Linked DNA regions of Sus scrofa: region 2 is linked to region 1. Evidence: chromatin contacts called from public HiChIP or PLAC-seq data. All regions are on one chromosome and are shown on one strand. Each heading gives the region's core, a stretch centred on a gene start, on an enhancer-like site or on the middle of the called end of the contact. The rest is flanking DNA. Distances are from core to core; before and after follow the strand shown. Region 1 has its middle 59 kb from the start of FNDC3B. Region 2 overlaps FNDC3B (fibronectin type III domain-containing protein 3B).

Evidence for each region. HiChIP or PLAC-seq counts read pairs in DNA pulled down with a chosen protein or histone mark.
Region 2: an H3K27ac HiChIP or PLAC-seq map of alveolar macrophages shows a contact between it and region 1. The contact joins two enhancer-like sites. A contact is called at or near these places in 2 of 2 datasets of contacts at active chromatin or transcription factors (alveolar macrophages and skeletal muscle).

What each region holds. Positions count from the first base shown.
Region 1 is chr13:110,525,279-110,532,570 of Sscrofa11.1, reverse strand. No RefSeq gene overlaps it. Among named protein-coding and RNA genes, the nearest start is that of FNDC3B, 59 kb to the left of the region's middle. Within about 2 kb of position 2,995, at least 21 of the 83 cell types and tissues checked have an H3K27ac peak or open chromatin away from gene starts, as enhancers often do. A contact at or near this core is called in alveolar macrophages, where this site is marked.
Region 2 is chr13:110,854,755-110,862,046 of Sscrofa11.1, reverse strand. The region is part of intron 11 of FNDC3B (fibronectin type III domain-containing protein 3B); the gene reads right to left. Among named protein-coding and RNA genes, the nearest start is that of GHSR, 130 kb to the left of the region's middle. Within about 2 kb of position 4,821, at least 10 of the 83 cell types and tissues checked have an H3K27ac peak or open chromatin away from gene starts, as enhancers often do. A contact at or near this core is called in alveolar macrophages, where this site is marked.

The sequences.
Region 1 (7,292 bases), core at 1,746-4,245:
CCCCATGAGTTGTTCAGTTTGCCTAAAACACAGAATGTGCAAGGGGCATGGTGGGAAATGGGCCTGGATCACAACATGAGTGTGATCACAACACCAGTGTCTTCAATGGCAGGGGGAGGTTTAGTATTTTACATGGATGGTATTGTGGCACATTTTGAGATTTTTTTTTTTTTTTTTTTTTTTTTTGTCTTTTTGCCATTTCTTGGGCTGCTCCCGTGGCATATGGAGGTTCCCAGGCTAGGGGTCTAATCAGAGCTGTAGCTGCCTGCCTACACCAGAGCCACAGCAACACGGGATCTGAGCCGTGTCTGCAACCCCCACCACAGCTCATGGCAACGCTGGATCGTTAACCCACTGAGCAAGGGCAGGGATCAAACCCGCAACCTCATGGTTCCTAGTCAGATTCGTTAACCACTGCGCCATGACGGGAACTCCATATTTTGAGATTTCTGAGGTAAGAAATAACCTGATGAGCTATGCATCAGACAGCAGGCAGGTAATGAGAAGGCCAATAGGAGGTGACTGTAATCAGCCAGCTAAGGGCATAGATGCAGGAATTGATAACTTTTTTGATCAAGATGATACAGATTTACTGTCTTTGTGGGACCTGCCACAATTTGGAATTACCTTGTTCTTGCCTTCATGTGGCCTTTCATGTGGTCTTTCTCCCTCGCTAGATTACAAATCCCATGAGAGCAGGGACCTCATCTCTTCCCTTCTTTACTGCCTTCCTGTTGCCTACCGTGGTTCCTGGCCCATAGCAGGGACTCAGCAAACATGAATGACTCATGTGGAAACAGAAATGGTGTGACTCAGAAAACGACGGATGTAGAACAGGTGGGAAGCAGAGAGTTGAGATGCTATGAGGAGAGTTTCCGGCTTGGTCCCCAGAACAATGTTTAACACATGGCTGGATGTTTCCCATATCTCAACTTATTCTCTTTAGCATTTGTCTGTATATCTTTAAGAGATGACTCTTTCTTTAGAATGACTCTTCTTATTGTTATTGTCGCTATATATTTATTGTTTTATTTTACTTTTTTTTTTCTTTTTTTTTTTTTTTTTTTTGTTAAAGGCTTTGCAATGAAGCTTGTTTTTCATTTTTTGTCAAGAGTGTTTTCAAGGGAGGAGACCCTTTCCCTCTTCCACTGATAAAGTATCAGGACACCTGGAGAGGTATACCATGCACTGAAAAGGTTTATCTACAATCAGTAAGAAAAGAATCTAGGGCTTGGCTGGCTGCAAATTCCTACATGTAAAAAAAACTCTCTCGTTTTGAAAAGACTGCTTCCAAGACTTGAAATATTTTTTAAAAGAGGTGGTACATTTTCTGAGTTAGTATTATATTAAAAGTAGGGATGAAGGATGGGTTTCAAGTCTGATATGGAAGATGAGAGCAGGTCAAAGATGAAACTGCATCGGAGAACTGGAAAACTTGAGATTGATTTTGGGGAGGTGAATTTGTAGCCTCTAGGAAAGTGGGGAATACAAGGAAGTATAGGGCCAAGGAGATAGAAATAATTGGCACCTATCTGTTACGTGAGGTGGTCTTGTTCCACCTTGGGGGTTGAGTTAAAAGATTCTCCATGGAGAGGGTGATATCTGCACTGTGAGGATCAGGGAAAGGAGATAGTAGAAGAACATTCTTTTAGAGGCATTTCATGGAAAACAGGAGCAATGGTGGCAGGAATAGCAGTGTTAGGCAAGAAGTTCTAGAAGAAACTGCCTTACTTAAGACCAAGCAGCACTAGTTATGTGGAGAGACTGATGGTGCTGATTTGTACAGCAAGGGGAGTTCATGTTTACCTCCATATCTCACACTGCACAGTTCCAGGAGGCACCCCTCACATGTAGTTCATGCAAATGGGGTTGTGTTCCAGGAGTGAGAGTCACATAGATACTACTCCAGCCATCCAGAAAGTGTTCTCCATTGCACAATTCCAGAATGACCCTCCAACCCCCCTGAAATAGTACAACAAGGAGTACTGTCTACTACAGAGATAAACATCTTGAGTTTTGGTGTTAGGATTCTTTTGGTTTCAAATAGAAACTCAACTCAAATAGCTTAAACAATAGAGGTGATGCATTGGCTAAGTCCTGTGCATTCCAGGGACGGAGCTGGCCTCTGTTTCTCTCTCTTGGTATTGCCTTCCTCCAGGTGTTAGTATCATTATCTCCTGTTTCTGGGTTTCCCTGTGCTTTATGTATGTGATGGGGACAGAAAGGGGTGTGTGTGCATTGTTTGTGTGGTGATATTTTTTTGGCAACCCCTTCCCCTTCTCAGAACCACATGAAAAAGTAGAGAAAAGCAGTTCAGTCCAGAGAAGGGATTATTGTTATCTTCCAAATCATGGAGGATGTGAAGACTATAAATAAAATGTCCACAAGCAGACTTGAATAGGGTTGCTGGTAGGTCATCCATTATCACTTCTGTTAAGCTGTGTGTTAAAAATTACTTCCTTAAGACATTTTTTTCTTCCTTGTTGAAGTAATTCCATTATATTTTTAAAGAAACCCAACATGAAATGTTCTGCTTAAAAAAAACTTCTTTCAAGGTCAATTTACAGCCTTAATTAATATTGATTGGTGAGTGATTATGCAATAATCCTAGAAATGAATATTACTGGATTAGGTTATAATGAGTATTTCATAGACAAAGTCAATACATGAAGTATGTTTTCAGTCTTTGTCATCTGGTTCTAGTCTTTGTTTGGCAACAGGATTTTATACGTGGCTCTGCTAGTGCAGCCAAAAACCTTGCATACTTCACAACTTGCCACTCTTCAAAGATTTAGTTAGAGACTGAAGCTTATAGCACATGCTGCTGGATTAAGCATCTAAAGTGAGAGTCTCATGGGCCTAAAATATCTCTTGTACCCACACATTTCCTGGTAGGCCAAACTTCACAAAATAAACATAGATGACCTCTCATCTATCCAGTCTTCCGGAAAGTTTAGAAATGATGCAACCTTTTGGCAATATGACATGACACATTGCTTTACTTGTGCAGAGCATGAACTTCCTTCATTCTGCACAACCCCAGACAAACAAGCATTTACATTAGCACAGCCCCAGATTCTGAAACAAAATCTCATCGACTTTAACAAAACGAGACATTAAATAAATGGTCTTGCTTGGGGAAGAATGAGTCAACATGTGACAACAGGGGAAGTCTTGTGGTTGCTTCATAGTGACATCCAAGACATTTGAGAAAGTAGAAGCTGGTTTTTCTGTCAATACCTTGGTTTCCTTTCCTTTCTTGTCCCCCCACTCCCGCAGGAATAACAATGTCTGGAATCAATATAGGGCTCTTCTTCTGAGAGGCTGAGTATTTTCCCACACGTGGAGCAGGCTGGCTTGTCTCTCCCTTTGTGGGAGAGTGTGAGTTCCTACTTCTCTGCCTGCCTCACTTGTCTCTCTACAGTTAGCCTAGCTCTCAATTCAATTTCCCTTTCTGGGGTGGCTTATTCTGGTTTCTTTTATTCAATAAATACAAACAAATCTTTGAATCTTAATTAGTGTGCTATGTGCCTCTTTCAACCTCTTGTGCTGATTCTGTGTACTTTATGCCATCTCCAAGATGGAAAAGATGTACCCTATTTTTTCCCAGGGGGGTTCATTTTGTTTTGTTTGGAAAGAGTTTCTTTCCCCTGAAATTGCCTGATTCCTCTGTTTTCTATACTCCCAAGAGATAACCCATGCTTAGAAGTGTCACGGTGTCACTCGTGGTACATAACTAGGCACAACCTGATTAAAGAATTCTGAACAAAGAAGTGATTTCAAACTATTTTACTTACAAAGTACCTCACACTCAGTTCCCAACCTCTGTCTCTAGCCTGTTACTCCTTATAGTATATCCCTTATGACAGTACTTCTCAAACTTTACGAAGTGAAGAACACACTGTTTTCATTTCCCATCTGCTGGATCCTGTGGTGCAGGACTAGTGTGTAGCTTGGGCGACAGGCCACCTGCCACAGGAGCTTGACCACTTTTGGTTTATATCCTGTCCAAAGGCTGGAGGCCACCAACCATGTCATGTCAGCTTGCTAACTTTTCTACAGTGTACTCTCAGTTTCTTTTCTTATCTTGTCACAGATCTTAACAAACAATTCACTGCCCACTGACGACACTTGGAGTAGCACAGCCATTGTACCAGATTCTTACCATTTTTTAGAACAAAGCTTGATTGGTATTGCTTTTTAACTTTGACCCTAGGTATTCCCTCAGGTGGAGTGCCCTGGTTCCCCTTGCCTTGCCTGGCTTATCCCTATTTGTCTTTGAGGGCCCACTTAAAAAAAATTTTTTTAATTGAGAAATAATTTTTTTAACTCACCATTTTAATGTGTAAAATTCAGTGGTTTTTAGTACATCCACAATGTTGTGCAACTGTCACCACTACCTATTCCAGAACATTCCTGTCATTGAAAAAAGAAACCCTGTACCCATAGCAGTTACTTTCTACTCCCGCCTCTTCCCAGCTCCCAACAACCACTCCTTTCTATCTGCAGGGATTTCCTATCAATGGAATCATATGATACATACCCTTTTGAGACTGCCTTGTTTCATTTAGAGTAATTTTTTGAAGGTTCATCCACGTCGTAGTATATATCACTTCTTCATTCCTTTTTATGACTGGGTAATATTTTATCATGTGGCTATACAACATTGTGATTTTACTTTCAGCAATTAATGGACATTTGGGTTGTTTCCACTTTTTAACTGTTATGAGTACAACTGCTAATTAGCTTTGTTGTAGACATATGTTTTCATTTCTCTTGAGTACATACCTTGAAATGGAATTGCTGAATCCTATGGTACCTCTGTGCTTAACATTGCAAGGAACTGCCAAACTATTTTAAAAGTGGCTATGTCATTTTATATTCCCACCAGAAACATTAATTCCAATTTCTTCACATTCTTGCCAACATCTTGTTATTTTATTTTTTTTTAAAAAAAACTAAAGCTTTTCTAATGGGCACCATAAATATTTCTCTTCTGTGATTTCATCTCTGATACTTTCTCCTCCCAGGAAAAATCAACACTTTCTTCTACTCTGCTCTCACAACAATGTATAATACAGCAATTACAAGCTAAATAGCTAATTTTGGAGACTTTCTGAGTACCAGGTACTATGCTAAATGCCTTAAATGTGTGAGCTCATTAAATCCTCACATAATATTAAAAAAAATTTTTTTTTAATAGCCACAACGGCAGTATATGGAAGTTCCTGGGTCAGGGATTGAATCTGAGCTGCAGCAGCAACCTGTGCCATAACTGTGGCAATGCTGGATCCTTAACCCACTGCTGACAGGCCTGGGGTTAAATCCATGCCTCTGCAGCTACCCAAGCTGCTGCAGTTGGATTCTTAACCCACTGTGCCACAGCAGAAACTCCATTCACATGATCTTTTGTGAAGTCAATTTTACAAATGAGAGCAGAGAGAGTAAATTGTCCAAAATCACACATCCACAAAAGTGCAAGCTGGGATCTATACTCCAGGGCATAACTCTTAGGTTTTCAATAAATGGAAGTTACCCATATAATATTCTCTCTTTTGAGCAGGCTCATGCTGTCCTAATAGAACTAGCAATGTTTCATTTCTAAAGATTTGGTGGAACTTTGGTTTACTCAAGAGAATTCCTGCAAAATACAGTCAACAATTCTCATTTTTTCCATTCAAGGTCTTACAAAGTACAAACTAAATCTTCCTAGTCTTAAAGTTTATATCATATCCAGTATCTAAAACCCTGCAAAGTGTCATTTGTTTATCCCCAGTCATATACCAATCCTATCACACAAATGAAGGCATTTATTGCCATTTCCAGGAACATGGATTGACCTAGAGATTATCATACTAAGTGAAGTAAGTCAGACAGAAAAAGACATAGACCATATGATATCACTTATATGTGGAATTTGAAATATGATACAAATGATACAAAACATGATACTTATTTACAAAACAGAAACAGACTCACAGGCATAGAAAACAAATTTAAGGTTACCAAAGGGGTAAGGGGTGGGGAGGGATGAATTAGGAGTTTGGGATTAACAGATAAAAACTGCTATATATAAAATAGATAAAAAATAAGGTCCTACTGTATAGCACAGAGAACTGTATTCAATATTCTATAATAAACCATAATGGAAAAGAATATGAAAAGGAATATATATGTTATATACATATATATGTATATATATTATATATTTAATTATAATATATATTATATATGTATGTGTGTATATAAATACATAAATATCTTATATATGTGTGATGCATTTATACAGAAATACTTATATAATATATATTTTGTATATGTATATATAAACTGAATCACTTTGCTGAACACCAGAAACTAATACCACAATGTAAATCAACTATACTTCAATTAAAAAAAAAATGAAGGCATTTATTGGTTTCATCTTTGAATTTGATCTGGAAGAAGACTACTTAAAATTCTTTCAACACATATATATTAACATGTCTTTGCTAGTTGATATGTGCCACTAAGATGCTTTTCTTTCTAGTGCTTTCCTTTTTCCCCACAGAAAATAAGAGGATTCACTGCTAGGAAAACCTTGTCATCTTTTGTTCTTGTACCTTTTGTCACACACAAGTTCTAATTATTATGTTATCAGATGTCTCCTGATGCATGGGCATAGCCTCTATCACTTATTAGAGGGGTATGTGTGTGTGTCTCTATGTCTACAGATATAGCTATACCCTGCAGTTACGATCACAATCATAATATAAATTGTGTTTTATTATCACTAACCTATAGATAAGGCAATGGGGGGATGGCGAATTTAAGAAACTTGCCTAAAATCACACCTCTAACAGTAAAAGTAAACCTTACAGAAAATGGCTTATTTAAGTTTTTTGATCACAAAATCCTCCTTTCCCTATGTTTTTAAAAAAAACACTCTATAAATAATTCAAGAGCCTGTGTAACACATTCTCCCTCCCCCTATCTTTTGTTAGCCTGGAGAACCCTTCCCAGAAGGAGTTAATCACTTCCTCCTCCTTCCTGCTCTGGTTATAGTGTGTCATGGCATTTAGGATGCTGCAATTTGTTTACACGTACGCCTTTTTCTGAGGGCTGGGCCCATGTCTTATTTTTCTTTGTATAGCAAAACTAAAATGTGCCCAATCAATGTTTATTGATTTGAATATCTGTCACTGTCATATTTGACATGTGTAAATTACTCAGAACTTAGTACAGTGAGGTTCAGTGACGCACATTGCTCTGAAACAGGGAAGAAGGAAAATAAGCTCTTTACTTTTCAGTGC
Region 2 (7,292 bases), core at 3,572-6,071, 330 kb before region 1:
CCTCCCAGGTGAAGCTCCAGAACTTGTGGGACACAGACCAGTTAACCCCCCAGGGCCCTGTCCAAATTGCCAACCCAGAATCCATGAGGTAAGAAAGTGACTGCTTTAAGATATTAAGTTTTGAGGTAATTTGTTATGTGGTATTAGACTCATCTATTTTGATGTCCATATGTGTTTACAATATAAAGTTTTTTGGTAAACTTTTACAAATTCCTCCTGCACTATAAACAGCCAGGAGATAAGGGAGCAGAAGTATGCATGCTAGTATACAAAACCAGTGTTTAACTGGTTAGTTAACATAAACCAGTGTTTATGCCTGAGTAAAGCCTTCTACTTTCCACATGCTTTTCCCCTCAAAGCCGTCTAATAAAGTAAGGCCTCTCTAAATAGATTTTTTAATTATTCCTATAGAAGCTAAAAATGTAACAAGACTGCTGAGGATAAGGATCCACCAAAATTGCTAATCAATGGCAATGAAATTACTTCATCTTATGGAGTAACATTTTATACTGATTTAAGACTTTCTAAGAATGCTATCCCAAAAGTTATAGAGGATCGTGGGGAGTTTTTTTTGTTTGTTTGTCTTGTTTTTTTTTTTTTGCTTTTTAGGGCTGCACCTGTGCCATACAGAAGTTCCCAGGCTAGAGGTCAAATCAGAGCTACAGCTGTCGGCCACAGCCACACAGGATCCGAGCTGTGTCTGAGACCTGTGCCACAGCTCACCACAACATGGGATCCTTAACCCACTCAGTGAGGCCAGGGATCGAACTCACATTCTCATGGATACTAGTCGGGTTCATTAACCACTGAAACACAATGGGAACTCAGAGATTTTTAAATATAGTCAAGCAAAAGTCTTTTGGGCATGGTTTAGGTATGGCATGGCCTAAAGCCTCAGGAGTGAGCAAATTAAATAACCTTTCAAAGGACTTCCACAAGTAATCAGGTTTCTCCTCTCTTTGGTATCTGTTTATACACATAATGCAATAACGTTCCAGCAGAAAAGTCAATACGGATGGGTTTGCTTATTTGAAAACTGGTATCAAAGTATAAAAAGTATTTGATTTCTTTCATAAAATGAAACTAATTTTTAAAGTAAAATATGTTTATAAGTAGCTGCTAACTGAGAACAAACAAAGGTATTTTTTCAAGTCAGTTTTCCTTCTTGATTAACTTAGTATCTTCATAAAGCTGTCCTCAGTACTTGGGAAGATGAATCCTCAAAATGGGTTTGTTTCCTGTTGAGGAACTTAACATATCCATGGCCAATTCTATACATGTAACTCACACATACTACTGCTAATTCAGGCCACAGTATTTCCTGCCAGGAATAATTCTGGGCATTGTGGGGAATATGGTTCCTCTGGTTAACATTTCCAATGACCCTGGACTGCACCAATAATCTCAGAAGCTCATATTTCCAACACTGGTACTAATAGATGAAGTTGGCTGATATTTTCAATTGCCTTCAAATTAACAGATTGGAAGAGACCCTTCCAGTTCCTCTTCCTGGCACAAGAAAACACAAGAGTGCTAGAATCCAGCTCCCTTTGATCATGTGACTTGTACTCTTTCTGATGTTTTCTTGACCTATGGCCTCTTCCCATTGACCTCCTTCTCTTACAGGTTCTTTCACAGCCATGCCTGCTACCTTCCCAAGCTGCTCATACCAGGTTTGATAACTGCCTGCTAAATAAGTAACATGCATCTAGTTATTGGTAGTCATGTGCCCACAGCCCATGGCTGCTGGATCCAGACATGGGCTGAGTGATTCTGGGCTGGACACTCTCTGTAACAGCCAGTTCAACCTGTCAGGAACATCAACGATAAATCAAATAAAAAATAAGGCTGCACTGGCCAACTGAACTACTGCCAGGCCCAAGCATTTAGTCTGCTAGTACATCTATATTTAGAAGTTGTTCCAGCACTGGCTGACCCTACACAGCATCAAAGACAAATGTTGGCTTGAGGAATAAAACAGCATGTATGTGTTCAGCATAACCGTATATAAGAAGGGGTTCATAACAGGGAGGTGGGAGATACTCCACATCTGGGTGGACTCAAAAGTTCTCTGTGCCAAACCTCACTCTCCCCTCAGTGATGCCTCTTTCATTTGACTGACTACTCTGGCACAGAGGAACTTTCAAAGGTAAGAAAAGGGGGTGGGGTAGTTTGTGGCTGCATGTTACTAAATAAATACTGCATGTATTTTATTCCCTGACACACTGGTTTTTTTATATTAATGGGAGAGGCTTGGATACCTGAAATAGCCAAGGATGCTCATCAAGTTTCCTGGTCTAAAACAAATGAACATAATGTTCCTCCATATCTCTCCAAAGACAGAGGTTCACCTGATGTCAGATGCTCTGATAAGATCAATGTGTGGCAACTGTCCCAGTGAAGGGCAAGGAAAGGAGGAACCAGGGGGTGATTTTAGAACAGGCTGCCTGTACAATTTATAAGTGAACCAAGGGATGGATGGGCTCAGTTCACCCACAGAGACAAGGCCCAAGGTGGCCACCCTCCAGCTGGCAACCAACAAGGGTGACAAATGAGTTGATAAATCAGGTGCTAAGGATCAAGATGCGCATAGGTAATTTAGCCTCAGCTGGAAGCTCCCCACAAAGTCTGCAGCCCAAATGCATAACACCATCCTGTACATGTAACAAATGGTAAAAAGTATAGAGAATCTGCTCCTGGTGTGTAGATGTCTTGGGCCAGGGTCCCTACAAGAGAGGGCTCCTTTGAACTCAGCTCTGCCTTTGGCACCTATGGACGTCTCTGAATCATCAAATCCTTCCTTGTCTAGCTGTCTTCCACAGGAACTACCATGGAGGAAGCCATTTCCCTGGCTCTCAGAAACCACCCTTTGATGTGGCAGCGAATATCTGTGATGTGGCAGCGAATATCTGTGATGTGGCAAAACACTCATACTCTGCCAGGGTCACTGATTTGGCCCTTATGTAAAAGATGGTCTCTGATGGACAAAGGAAAACCCCACTCTCTCATCTCCAAGAAGGCATTCCCCAAGAATGAGTCAAAGCGCTTGGGGGCCTGAGCAAATGATACCTTTTCCTGACTTTCGGCCAGGTGTTGGTGATGAGCTGGGAAATAGGCACTGGCCTTCCCAGCAACATGCCATGCCACCTTGGGCAGCGAGGCTCCTTTGGGACAGAGCATCTACACCTGCAGGGAGGCTCTCCTCCTCCATCCTGCAGGACTGGACATTGCTGGTCCTCCAAGAAGTGCTGTTGACTAGCCAGAGAAGCCACGTGCAGATTCACTTGTGCTAAGAAGCCTTCTGAAAGATGATCAATACTAACTAGTAAACACCTAGGTTAAATGGAAACCTGATTAATAAACCAGGTACCAAGCACCTCCTAGGGGCTAGCTCAGCTCCTAAGTGAGCGAGGTTGGCTGCTCCTGAACTTGACATCCACAGAGTGCAGTCTGGGGCCTGCCACCTGCTCTAGGTTTCTGCTGAGCCTTGCCTGGCTAATGGCTGCCCTGGGGATTATGGGTTCTACCTGCTGCTGGCCTTTTCTATTTCAAAGTATATTTCCCTTGATTTCTGCAGTATTTATTTCATTCTCAGTCTACTGTGTTTTACAGCTGTGCTGGCTCATTAGTCACAGGAAAGCCAGATGTGAAATTCCTTTTCAGGATAGCTGAGTCACATGTGAGGACAATTCTTGGGAACTCCACTAGTCACATTCCCACAAAGCTATTTTTCTAGTTCTTTCATATATTGTCATGTCTGGGAGCTAAGCTAATGGTAAATTAGTATCTATATATAGCACTGACATCAGTTTTTGTTTAGTTCAAACCAGAGCCATTAACTTCAGGGCTCCTGTTTAAGTTCCCGACAGAGAAATGCCATACTCCTTTCATACGACCCCTCCATAATTGACTTTTCCTACCCCAGATCTTAACATTAATGTGCTAAACGGGACATGAAATAATCAACATACATAATCTGTTACTGCCCAAGTTATCTCATTCAATCTTAATGTACCTGTGAGATAACAGATGTCACTATTCAAGTGGAGGAGCTGAGTCTTAGGGATGAAACTATTCGTTTGATTAGTAAGAGACAATGCAGAGACTATTAATCCAGGTCTCCCTATGTGAAGGCCATGTCACTGAACATATCAACATAAGCTCTTAAGAGAACCCTGCTTGCTCTGAGGAACTAGCTGCAATTGCACCAGTTAGCACAACAGCTAAGAGTTGAACTCTCAGCAAGCTGAGTTTCCATAAATACTTCCTTTACAGAACTTATGTCTTTGAAATAGAAAAAAAAGTTCTTATCTGACTATGAAGTTTGCCCACTTATTCAATTTTTCTAGGAAACAGCCAGGTCACCATTCCTTAAAACACACTGGGCAGGCATTTATGTGTAAGTAAGTCCAAAGGTTCCTAATACTTTTTCACAAAAGCCCATCCATACTCTAGAGGCCTCCATACCCTCAATCCTCTCACCTTTACTAGATACCTCTGTGTCATAAAGCAGAGAAACAGCAGAAGGGGCAAATTTAGTGGGAGGGTGCCCAAGGAGGGGAAAGGGCAGGTCAGAGGGACCAGCTTGGTGGTGGCCTGGAGGGTGGTGAGCTGGGAGCATCTCCTCCGCCTTCCAGACCCCACCCCACCCCAAACCTCTTCATTGTGGGAAAGAAGCTCCATCCTGAAAACTGAGCTTCTAAGCACTGTTTTGCTGTTAAAAAGTTAAGAAACATTTCTCTTAGTCATAATTCTAGATTGAAGTAAAACTCATGGTTTCTTTTTCAAGTCACCACTATGTGTCATACTTAAATCTAGCCGAAGAAAAAAACCCTCATGGGGCTTTGGGCCTGCTTCCTACCAGGCTTCAGAATGACTAGGACTTGTAAATTAAGATGTAAACGTGAGGGTGGGGTACAGTGCGATCAGAAAGAAATTAAAACGTGAATAATGACTCATCCAATAGTTACGCAGAAAACTGCCTTGAAAGTGGCCTGCTCTTCTGATATGGAGTCTCCCAGAGGAGGACGCAGTTGCAAAAGATCCACAAAAATGCAGGGCCAGTTCTCAGGCCCCAAGGCTCTAAACATTACATCCCACCAGGGTCGCCACAAGGTGACATGGCCAGGAAAGGTCACACCTTTCCAAGTTATGAAAACTGATCTGTTTCAGGGGAAAACTGAAACTGATGGCCAGAGCTGAAAAGCCAGTGACACCTGCATGTTCCATTTTTAGTTTGCTCATTACCACCTTACAGTCACAATTTCCTTGATTGAAATACTAAAGGATTGTCTATGCACAATTATTAAAGGAGAAAAGTAGGCATCCAACCCTCTTGCAGAACTATTAGTGAGGAATTTCCAAGTGAATTCTGTGAATGGTGATATGGCCTTAGGGACAATGGATTCAGGACAGCTGATGTATCAGCTCCCCCTGTACTTCACATTTCTGTTTTTGGTTCCCCATTAGGGCCACACCTGCCTTCAGAGGCCAGCAGGTGGTAAGCAATTGATGAAAGCAGCTTTTCCCAAGGTCAACTTAGCACAGCATGCCCAGTCTTAGCAGAAACAAAGGCCGGATACTCACTGGCCTCTGGGCTGCTGCTCTCTCATTCTTGAAGGTCTTTCTAGAGACTTGTCAGCAGGACTTGATGCCCTGTGCTCTTATGTTCCTAACACCTTCAGAATTTTACAGTAATTATTTCATTGGAATGGTGATTAAAAATTGAGCAAAAGGATAAAGTATTCTGGGAACTCTAACCAGTGCTGATATAATAAAAATGTGGGGACAGCCAGACATTCATTGTGGGATGTGGATGGGGTCACTTCACCCCAAGCTGTGGTTCTCAGACCAGGTGCCACAGCAAAGGGTGGGGTATGACTCCTGAAGCTAAACTTGCTTCAAGACTGAGGGATATCTGCTTCCCTCTCAGGCAGGGATCTGCTCCTTTCTGTAACTGGCTACCTTTCTGCCTTTTGAGCTCATTTCTACAACCCCCTGGGTGCCAGAGAGGCCATGGGTGTGTGGCTGGGGGAGGAGAGCTCTGGCTCTGGAGAGGGCTGGGGGTGGGGGAAGTGACCCCAGCAAACCCTCTCCCATCCTGCTGGCCCTATATTCCACTAGGGTGTAGTCTGGAAAGAGACCTGGTACCAGGGGCACCAGGCTTAGAAATGACCAGCAGAAGGTTTGGAGGGAGAGCTGGAGCCTCGTGTGCCCACACTGCCTGCAGGTCAGATGTTGCTCTTCTCTATTTGTACATTTCCTTAAAGAATATTGCACTGCAGAACATACAAGGATTCTTGTGTTGGCACAAGGCCTAGAGTAGGTGAGAGTCAATTAGCCAGAAATCTCCAGGAAAGCTCACCAGGGCTGACCAGCACAGATCACAAGGATGGAGGGACTATAAAGAGAACAGGGGAAGACAAGAATTAGGATGGAAGTGAGGATGACATGGAAGGAGAGCAAGAAGGGGAAGGGCAGGAGAAGGCCCCAAATAAACAACTTCACATTTTGTGGTAGCTAGTCCACAGTGGGTCCTGTTGATTATAAACAGTCATCCGACAGAGCTCCTCCATTTCATCTGAGGCTGTAGAATGTTTCAATTCAAATTCAAAGGGATGGTGGCCAACAACTGAGTCATCATTACCATTTCCTGCAGCACCTGGGTTTTCCTTGGAAGTCTCCCATTCAAGCACTCCACTTCTCTGACCTTAGTTAACTTCTGAGGCCATGGTCCAAGGCAGAGAAGCAGCACTGGACACACATACACACACACATGCACAGCTCTGAAAAGATACGTGAAAGAAAGCAAGCCTCCTCCTTACTTGTAAACTCTATCTCGGTATAAAACCTCAACCACAAGGGCCATAGAGGGTGGTTTCACTTTCCAATCATGCCACCTTAAAATGAAATCCACCTAATCTGTAAAACATACCGGTTAAGTCTGAGATTTCACCAATCTGTACATAAGAACTATTCACAAGTGTCCTAAGAACAATAGATCATTGTGTTTGGTAACTGGAACTCTAGCTGTTCAGATGCAACCCAGATGGGAAAACATGCTTCTACAAAAAGTGATGAAGAATGCCCTTTTCACATCAAAATTTCATCATGAGAATTTTATCCACTTTCCTTTTACATTTGGTTAAAATATTTTTTTTCCACACTTGTCAAGTGACTTTTTGCCTCAGGATGTGTGCGTTTTAAATCTTTCGATGGCCCTAGATTTAAGTCACAAAGACTAGTTAACTCGCATTATGCCCCAAATTCCACATTTCCTATTTTTAAAATTC